Linked DNA regions of Rattus norvegicus: region 1 is linked to region 2. The links are chromatin contacts, called in public Hi-C maps. All regions are on one chromosome and are shown on one strand. Each heading gives the region's core, a stretch centred on a gene start, on an enhancer-like site or on the middle of the called end of the contact. The rest is flanking DNA. Distances are from core to core; before and after follow the strand shown. Region 1 has its middle 30 kb from the start of Aoc1. Region 2 has its middle 23 kb from the start of Tmem176b.

Region 1 (5,091 bases), core at 1,995-4,494, 90 kb before region 2:
CCCCTCTGGTCGCCTGGCGCACAGGGCTTCCTCAGCTGCCTCAAGGGGCTCAAGTGAAGCTATGGGTGATTGAGGCCAAGGATCTGCCAGCCAAGAAGTATCTGTGTGAACTGTGCCTGGACGATGTACTCTATGCCCGTACCACGGGTAAGCTCAAGACGGACAATGTCTTCTGGGGAGAGCACTTTGAGCTCCATAACCTGCCGCCCCTGCGCAGTCACTGTCCACCTGTACCGGGAAACTGACAAGAAGAAGAAAAAGGAACGCAAGAGCTACCTGGGCCTGGTGAGCCTGCCTGCTGCCTCTGTGGCTGGGCGGCAGTTTGTGGAGAAGTGGTACCCAGTAGTGACACCCAATCCCAAGGGTGGCAAAGGCCCTGGGCCCATGATCCAAATCAAGGCACGCTACCAGACCATCACCATCTTGCCTATGGAGATGTAGAAGGAATTTGCTGAGCACATCATTAACCACTACCTGAGGCTGTGTGCGGCCCTTGAGCCCATCCTCAGTGCCAAGACCAAGGAGGAGATGGCGTTGGCTCTGGTGCACATCCTGCAGAGCACGGGAAAGGTGAAGGACTTTCTAACAGACCTGATGATGTCAGAGGTGGACCGCTGTGGGTACAATGAGCACCTCATCTTCTGGGAAAACACATTGGCCACCAAGGCCATCGAGGAATACCTCAAACTCGTGGGCCAGAAGTACCTGCAGGACACACTAGGTGAGTTCATCAAAGCTCTGTAGAGGAGTTAGACGAAAACTGGGAAGTGGACACGAGTAAGTGTTCAGCCATTGACTTCCCCGAGCACCAGGGCAACCTCAAGATGTGTTGAGAGCTGGCCTTCTGCAAGATCATCCACTCCTACTGTGTCTTCCCTCACAGTGTGACATCTACTGTGACATCTCCCTCATGGGGCAGGAGCAACCTGATATCAGTGAACGACTCATTAGCGCCTCCCTCTTCCTTCCCTTCCTGTGCCCTGCCATCATGTTGCTCTCTCGCTCTTCAACCTGCTTCAGCTCGCACCCTCACACTCATCGCCAAAGTCACCCAGAACCTGGCCAACTTTGCCAAGTTTGTCAGCAAAGAGGAATACATGTCATTCATGAACCAGTTCCTGGAGCACGAGTGGATCAACATGCAGCCCTTCCTGTTGGAGATCTCCAACCCTGAGACTCTTTCTAACACAGCAGGCTTCGAGGGCTACATAGACCTGGGCTGGAAGCTCTCTAGCTTACACTCTCTGCTCTGGGAAGCTGTCAGCCAGTTTGATCAGAGCATTGTATCCAAGCTGGGACCCCTGCCGTGTATCCTGAGGGATGTCCACACAGCACCGAGTACTCCAGGCAGTGGGCAGCTCCCTGGCACCAATGACCTGGCCTCCACCCCAGGCTCTGGCATCAGCAGTGTCTCAGCTGGGCTTCAGAAGATGGTGATTGAGAATGATCTCTCTGGTCTGATAGATTTCACCCAGTTACCGTCTCCAACCCCCGAAAACAAGGACTTGTTTTTTGTCACAAGGTCCTCCGGGGTCTAGCCTTCACCTGCCCGCAGCTCAAGCTACTCAGAAGCCAACGAGCCTGACCTGCAGATGGCCAATGGCAGCAAGAGCCTGTCCATGGTGGACCTCTAGGACGCCCGCACACTGGACAGGGAGGCATGTTCCCCAGTGGGCCCCGAAGCCCTTCCTGCTGACAGGCAGGTACCTGCAACTCAGCTGGTGACTGGGTGGCCAGCCCGGGCAGCCCCAGTGAGTCCGGCAGGATTGGCCATAGTGCGGCGGGCAGTGCCAACACCAACCACACCAGGCACCTCCAGGGGTGCACCAGGCCGGCCCCAGTTGTTGGCCCCACTCTCCTTCCAGAATCCCGTGTACCAGATGGCTGCTGGCCTGCCACTGTCACCCCGTGGCCTTGGTGACTCAGGCTCTGAGGGCCACAGCTCCCTGAGCTCTCCCAGCAATAGTGAAGAGCTGGCAGCCGCTGCCAAACTAGGAAGTTTTAGCACTGCTGCTGAGGAGCTGGCACGGTGGCCTGGTGAACTGGCACGGAGTCAGATATCACTGACTGAGAAGGGTGGTCAGCCAACAGTGCCGAGGCAAAATAGCCCAGGTCCCCAGGGGAGGATTGACCCGCTGTCACCGCCACCACCACCACCACCACCACCCCCCGGGCAGGACACCTCCTACCATGCTGAGCACCCTACAATACCCACGACCCTCAAGTGGAACCCTGGCATCAGCATCACCTGACTGGGCTGGCCCTGGCACCCGGCTGCGGCAACAGTCCTCCTCTTCCGAGGGAGACAGCCCGGAGTTGAAGCCCCGCGCCTAGCACAAGCAGGGCCCTTCACTGGTCAGTCCCAATGCTCTGGACCTCACGGCCGCTTGGCTCTTGACTATGAACGCGCAGTTGTTAGAAGACGAGTGTCTTGGCCCACGACACCTCCCCCCCCAAGGTATAGGCTAAGGAGTAATGAGGAGCTCAGCCAAGCAGAAAAGGATCTGGCAGTGCTGCAAGACAAGCTGCGGATCTCCACCAAGAAGCTGGAGGAGTACAGACCCTGTTCAAGTGCCAGGAGGAGACGACGCAGAAGCTGGTGCTCGAGTACCAGGCTCGGCTGGAGGAGGGCGAGGAGCGGCTGCGGCGGCAGCAGAAAGACAAGGACATCCAGATGAAGGGCATCAGCAGCAGTATGCATTAGAAACAAAAGCCCGCTTGCTCGCTTGCTGAAACACAGGGTCTTTTAAATTGAGCGTGCGCACTGCATGGGAACTAGCGACCCTGGAGGATGTTAGAGTTGCTCCCTCTCCAAGACAGCAGCAGCCTGCATCAGGCTCCATGTGTGCAGACGCCTCTCCTCACCCTCCCAGCCCCAGTCAAGGACCCAGGCACTGCAGGCAGGGAGGGGCGCACCCCACAGCTGGGGCTGGCTTACCCCAGCTCTAGGCTGTTCTGTAGCATATCTGACCCTCCCTCCCCCTTTGTGGAACAGAGATGGGCAGGAGCTTGAGTCTCTCTTGGGTTCCCATCTGTTCCCACACTCTAGATTCCAAGCTCCGGTTCTGAGTCACCTAGGGCAGGAGCCTTTGCCCAGACAGCAGAATGGGGCTAGGCAAGCTGCACTCAGTGCTCCTAGAGATCTCACTAGAAAGGGTGGAGGTATGGCCTAGCTCTGCTGCACCTCAAACTCAGTCCACGGACAGGCAAGGGTAAAGGGTAGATGCCCTGGACTTTTAGCTGTAACCTATAACCCAGTTAGGCTGCAGACCAGTGCTGGGAGAGGGCGTGGCCATCAAGGGTCAGAGACCTTAGGAAGGAAGGAGGTGGGGCTGAGGTCCTGTCACTGCCTCTTCCTGCCCCACTCCTATCCACACCCCTGCCCCTGTGCATTTCAGCAGGGGTGGCCTCTCGGGCAGGGCCTGGCCTGGCCTGGGTCTTGCCCTTCTAATGTCCAGGGAGCCCTGTTTTCCTTCCCACCCACACTGTCGCCCATGCCTCTTTAAAGTGACCTCTGTCTGAGCGCCTCCTAGCAATATGGGGAAGTCCCCAGGCCTGGACAGGAGAGCGCAGGGCCAGATGCAATGGCCCCTCTGGCGGGGTTGTTGGCTCTCAGGCCAAGAGACTTATTACCTCGTGCAAACACTGTAAAACTGTAGACTCTCCACAGATTTTTATCTTAATTGCAAGTCTGCCGACTTTTGTAAATGTTCTTGGTGTTTGACTGTAACGGAACTATTTCACCCAAGGGATGTACATAGTCCTTTAGTCCTGGTGCTGCAAGGGCTGGCCAGGACACTGCTCTCACTGTTGATACAGCCTAGAGAAGGGTGCTGGGCAGGACGAAGAGCTTTGCAGTCTAGGTGTCTGTCTGTCTTTTCCCTGCCTGGGACATTGGTTGGCTTTCAAGCATGCTGTTGGGGTGGGAGGTTGATGAGGGCACAGGCCCCAATGGGGCCAGTAGAGCATCCTCCTGCCCCACAGCTTTGGGGCTGAGCTCTGGCCACAGCAAGGGCTGGTGTTGCCAGAGGCCCTGCTCTGGGAAGGCCCTGGCCACTGACACCCAGGCTCTGCAGGAGTGAGGGGCCCCTCCCCTGCCAACATAGACTTTTTATTCAACTCGTATGTTAGGGTGAAGGAAACTGCCAAACTTCATCTGAGCGAAGACTTCTGACTGCCCAGGGGTGGGGGTGGGAACCAGGGCCAGAGCTCCACATGTGCCCCAGCACCTGCCCGAGGGACACTCCTCTCTCATACCCTAACGACTGGGAGCCAGACTGTCTAGGGAACCAGCCCCTCTTTTCTATATACTTAGCCACAAGGTTACCATCAACCCCACTGTGCCTAGCACCCCCTTTTGTAAGTATGTAAAAAGGAAAAAGGCAAACATCAGAGTCAGCCAGAGCCCTTCCCTCTGCCGAGACTTTTAACCCTGTAATAATGTACAGAGACGTTGTTAGTGTCCGAAGACTCTATGTGGCTGTGCAATTTCTGTACACTTGCAATTAGAACCATTAAAGATTTATTAAGCTATTTTTAAAAAATTAAAAAAAAAGAAATGCAGGAAAACACAAGTAAACAAGTAGTAGAAGCCCTTAGAGAGGAAACACAAAAAAGATTTACAGGAAAACACAACCAAACAGGTGAAGGAATTAAAAATGGAAATAGAAACAATAAAGAAAGCACAAAGGGAGACAACCCTGGATATAGAAAACCTAAGGAAGAGACAAGGAGCCAAAGACACAAGCATCACCAACAGAATACAAGAGATAGAAGAGAGAATCTCAGGGGCAGAAGATACCATAGAAATCATGGACACAACTGTCAAAGATAATGTAAAATGCAAAAATCTCCTAGACCAAAAGATACAAGAAGCCTAGAGAACTCCAAATAGATTGGACCAGAAGAGAAATTCCTCCCGTCACATAATAGTTAAAACACCAAATGCACAAAATAGAGAAGGAATATTAAAAGCAGTAAAGGAAAAAGGTCAACTGATCTATAAAGACAGACTTATAAGAATTACACCAGACTTCTCACCAGAGACAGTGAAATCCAGAAGATCCTGAACAGATATCGTACAGACCCTAA
Region 2 (4,573 bases), core at 1,336-3,835:
AAACTTTTTGAACCACTGAGTACAGAATTTTAAAACAGATGTCCTGAGTAGCCGCTCCCACATTCTATTAGCAGCCCTAGATTCAGCGGAGACCTTTTTCATTTCTGACAGGCTAAATGTCCTGATGGGACACTGTTTTCAGGTCCAGGAATGAAGCATGTGGCTCAGACTTACCTATACTGAGATCATATGCTCTAGCACGTGGTTTCTGGCATGGGCATACAGCCTGAGTTAGTCATGTCAGCACATCCACGACTTCTGGGTCACACTTCCAGAAAAGACTGCACTTGAAGCCTGGGGCTGCAACGTAGGGTCTATGGCTGCTGTTTGCTACCCCCACCCTTCCCACCCCACCCCTGCCTGGAGCTGCCGTAGATCACCTGGAGCTTAGAGATGAAGACCATGTGCTAAAGTCAGACCCCAGAGATGGGGATAGCTTCTCCTGCAATTGTTCCCTGAGTGCTGAGTTTAGCCATGCTTGAATCCCCCTGCTATTGAATGAGTCCTGCTTCCTACACAAAATGCTAGACGTACTAGGGTACAGTAACTGATGTCTAAATGGTTCCCTCTGAATCTCTAGGTCATGACCCTATGGGGCAGCACTCCAAAGCCTCCTGAGTAATGATGCTGTTTTTGGGAAGACCCCAAGGTTGCTCCAAGTGAGCTCTGAAGAGATGCCATGTTCCTGAGGACAGACAAGTGGAAGGAATTCACGTATGTGGAAACAACTCTTGTTGGTCAAGGTTGTTTTCCTTAGGAAGCTGTACATAACCTCAGACTCTGTAAATGCAGTTATAAATTATATTTATTATAGATATAAATGTATATGTGTGTTATACCACATCGCTGTTTGTTGTGTGGATTCTTTTACAGTATAAGCAAAAAGGTATGTGATTCATGAACGACTGGTTATTGAATGATCCTTTTTCCTTTTCAAAAGGCCTTGATTCCCATGTCTAGTAAGACAGAGAGACTGGGTCTCCACACGGGTTGACCTTTAGCTTCACAGTTTGTCTAGAAAAGCATCTCCTTTGCTACAGAGTGCAAAGAGGGAGGTAAAGGCATGTTCCCTGGTGACTCTACCAAATGGAAGATGCTAGATTTCATTTTAGCAGGGACAGAATATGGAGCATATTTCAGTTCAATGCTATTAAAAATGAAGCAGCAGCAAGATTCCAGCTAAAAGAGCAGAGCACTAAATGAGAATATATGAATGTGTGTGTATGTGTATGTGTATGTATGTGTGTATGTGTGTGTGTATGTGTGTATGTTTATGTATGTGTATGTGTGTATATGTGTGTATGTGTGTATGTGTGTGTGTGTGTGTATATATATATATATATTCCAAAACAAAGACTATTATAAAAAACTTCGCATGCACCATAAGCATGTAAGTTTTCTTTTCCACATGTTCTTTTAGACAATAGAATTGTTCCACAAAGGGTTTTCTGTGTTAGGCTGCGTACATTATTATAAATTGGCATTGGTGGAAGCTTTGTTTATAATTATCACAGAGACGCATGTTTTGCATCATGTTCTGGCAACTTATCCTCAGTGAAACCTTCCAGCGTCCTTTTTATTTTTTTGGAGGGAGGGGGACATATTCTGTAAACAATCAAACCACTAGAACATGTTTGTAAGTAAGTAGATCTGAATACATCTTTTTTATTAAATAAGGGAAAGAGAATATGAATGTGTACTTATGGCTGTTAATTTTTAAGTACCCTGAACCATAGAGAGTCCATCCCCATCAAGACCAATAATAACAAAAATATTTTTTCACACTGTTAAATCCACCATTATGGATAAAACTGGTGCAAACTGGTCAAATGGATCCAACAAACACTGATGTCCAAACTGGCATCTTGGCAGCTAGTACATAGTCAATAAAGTTTAAAAGATCTTGTAGCAAGGTATGGGGAGGTATAATGTCTTTAGTCCCTGCATTTGGAGGCAGAGGCAGGAGGATGTCTGAGTTCAAGCCCAGCCTGGTCTACAGAGTGAATTCCAAGCCAGTCAGGGCTACATAGAGAGACTGTCGCAAATAAATAAATCGCAAATAAGCATCTAGCCTCTCTTCTCTTTTGCCATGCTCTTCTCAAGAGGTCCGTTCTAAAAATACATTGTCGAACTTCCCAGTTAGCTTTCTCTTCCTCAAACTGACAATGTTTCCTCTCTAATTCTCTGTGCTGCAATTTCGAATTCCTTCCCCATCCACTCAGGACAAAGCCAAAGCTGTTTCAGGTCCTGCAGCCCTTGGACTTTCATCTCAAACGCCTGCTCCGTCGTCTCCATTTGCATCTCGGTGGCACCGTCCCACCTTCCTTCTTCTGTCTGCACCACAGCATTCTTCCTAAATGGCTCTCGCTTCTGTTGCTACGCACTCCACTCAAGTTAGAGCTGATTGCTGTCTGCTTCTGTGATCCTCTCAATGTCCATTAGAAACCCTTCAAGCCCTGCCTGTGTGTTCTTACATATTACTTCCAAGAACTGTAAACTCAGTGTTCACTGTTTTCAACCCTAGCCACACCCCAAGGCACAGCCTCCCTCTCTGACCCTACTCCCAGTAACTTCCTTTACCAAAGAGCATGCGCAGCAGGGAGAGGCTGACCTTTGTCTTCGAAACACCTTACTTCTCTCTTTACCAGCTGTTCCTGAAAACCCATGTATGTTCATTTTATGTCCATGGATTTGTCTCATTATCTGTTTCCTAAACCGCTGGTGTCCCTCTAGCATCTTCTATAGCAACTGTAAGATACTCATTTTTTCACATAAACTCTCCATAAACCCAGTATCCAATGGCTGAAACCCATGTCCTGAAGGAGCAATGAAGTATAAGCGACAGACAGAGAGCCCTGTTTCAGGCACGTGATGTCTGCTTTCAAGTAATCCTCAGATTTACTGCCAGCGTAGTCATTAACCGGAAGCCAGCCACTGCGATACCCGCTGCATCTCCAGGTCAGTAAATCAGCAGTAAAGGAACAGCGCCTTTCCTGAGGATAACTTCGAGTGCTTCCCTCGTGCTGCCTTTCTTATTCCAGGGAAGGACCTGGATTCCCTGGAGAGCACAACTCTGTAAGAGCCGGTTGATTGATGTTGGCTTTCTCAGTCCTGTTCACCTATGACCACGGTGTGAACTCAAAGCCCCTCTTCACTGATTTCAAGGTTGGCGAATCACACCCAGGCTTCAGAGTCTTCGCTGAGCTCCACACAGCCTCCTTGCTTGGCTTCTAGCATGACTTTGTTGGCATTAGGGCTCCTGCTTAACCCAGTGTTTATATTGGCCACTTTTCTTCTTCTTCTTTTTTCTTTTCTTTTTTTAATCCGGAGCTGAGGACCAAACCCAGGGCCTTGCGCTTCCTAGGCAAGCGCTCTACCACTGAGCTAAATCCCCAACCCCTTGGCCACTTTTCTTAAAAATTCGGTATCATATATTCTACTTCTGGGGAGTCCACTCCTTAGACAATATCCATGTGGGAACTATTGCTTGAGGCCTCAAATGTCTCACTGAACGGCAGTTCAAGAGAAGCAGAATCAAGTCTGAAATCTGACCTGTTCTCTCTTCTCTGCACTTTGCAGCTGTTGAGAGAAAAAAGAAGCATCTTTGTACTTAGTGTTTATAAATGAGAGTCAGACACAGAGCAATGTGTGTAACATGTTATTTGTTAAAGCTGGTGTGTGTGTGTGTGTGTGTGTGTGTGTGTGTGTGTGTGTGTGTGTGTGGTAACTCCTGATAAAGATCTGCGCTGTTGAAGACCCTTACCGCCCTGCAAACGTCATGTCAAGATGAGCATGTCTTGTTGAGAATCTGTGCCACTGAACACAGAGTTCAAAGCAAAAACCAAAACAAAACCCAAACATCACTTGATAATGAAAGTGATAAATTAGTTCCGTATAAACAGGAAAGATAACAGTGTAATAAAACCTCAGGGCTGCGGAACAAACTCAGTGCGATGGTGCGGGCTTGTAATCTCAGCACCCGGAAGGTGGAAGTGGGATGAGGACCAGTTCTAACCACCCTCAGCATCATAACTTTTACTTTTTGGAAGAAAAATAAATTCAACTTGATAGAAAATGGATCTTATAAGGAATCGTGCAATCTACTAAATTATGGAGCCAAAACCACAACAGATCAGAGAAACCTCGGTGGAACCCTTTCAAAACAGAAAAGCCGCAAAAGAGAACCGAGGACGTGGGCAACACACGTGGTACGAGTGCGCCACCTACTGGTGAAAATGGAAGAGCGCGCTCTGGTTTGTGGCATCTCCGGATAAAAATTAAAGGGGAAAATTCAATCTGTGTACCAATGTGATTTCTGAATTCCACCGTTCCTTTTATTGACCAAACCTTTGTAAGTTAATTTGCTATATTAAGACATGTTACAGAGCAACAGTTTGCATTTTTTGTAATCTGTACAATTCCCCACATATAAACACTTTATTTATTTGCTCATCATGCATAGACTAGTTTGGAAAGGAAACACACAAGCTAGATACTCCTTAGCTTAATGGTAACTTGAAGCACTAAAGAAAAAGTTAAGATAAGGGAATGTGTCCCTTTGGCCTTCCCTGGT

The links. Hi-C and Micro-C count contacts between places; a contact is called where the count stands out from the background.
Region 1: a contact with region 2 is called in a Hi-C map of liver, with 6 times the contacts expected there. The contact joins two enhancer-like sites. A contact is called at or near these places in 6 of 12 Hi-C or Micro-C datasets (frontal cortex, kidney, liver and 2 more).

The regions. Positions count from the first base shown.
Region 1 is chr4:79,170,399-79,175,489 of GRCr8, reverse strand. It overlaps the pseudogene Dab2ip-ps1. Among named protein-coding and RNA genes, the nearest start is that of Aoc1, 30 kb to the right of the region's middle. Within about 2 kb of position 3,244, at least 4 of the 93 cell types and tissues checked have an H3K27ac peak or open chromatin away from gene starts, as enhancers often do. A contact at or near this core is called in liver, where this site is marked.
Region 2 is chr4:79,080,368-79,084,940 of GRCr8, reverse strand. No RefSeq gene overlaps it. Among named protein-coding and RNA genes, the nearest start is that of Tmem176b, 23 kb to the left of the region's middle. Within about 2 kb of position 2,585, at least 11 of the 93 cell types and tissues checked have an H3K27ac peak or open chromatin away from gene starts, as enhancers often do. A contact at or near this core is called in liver, where this site is marked.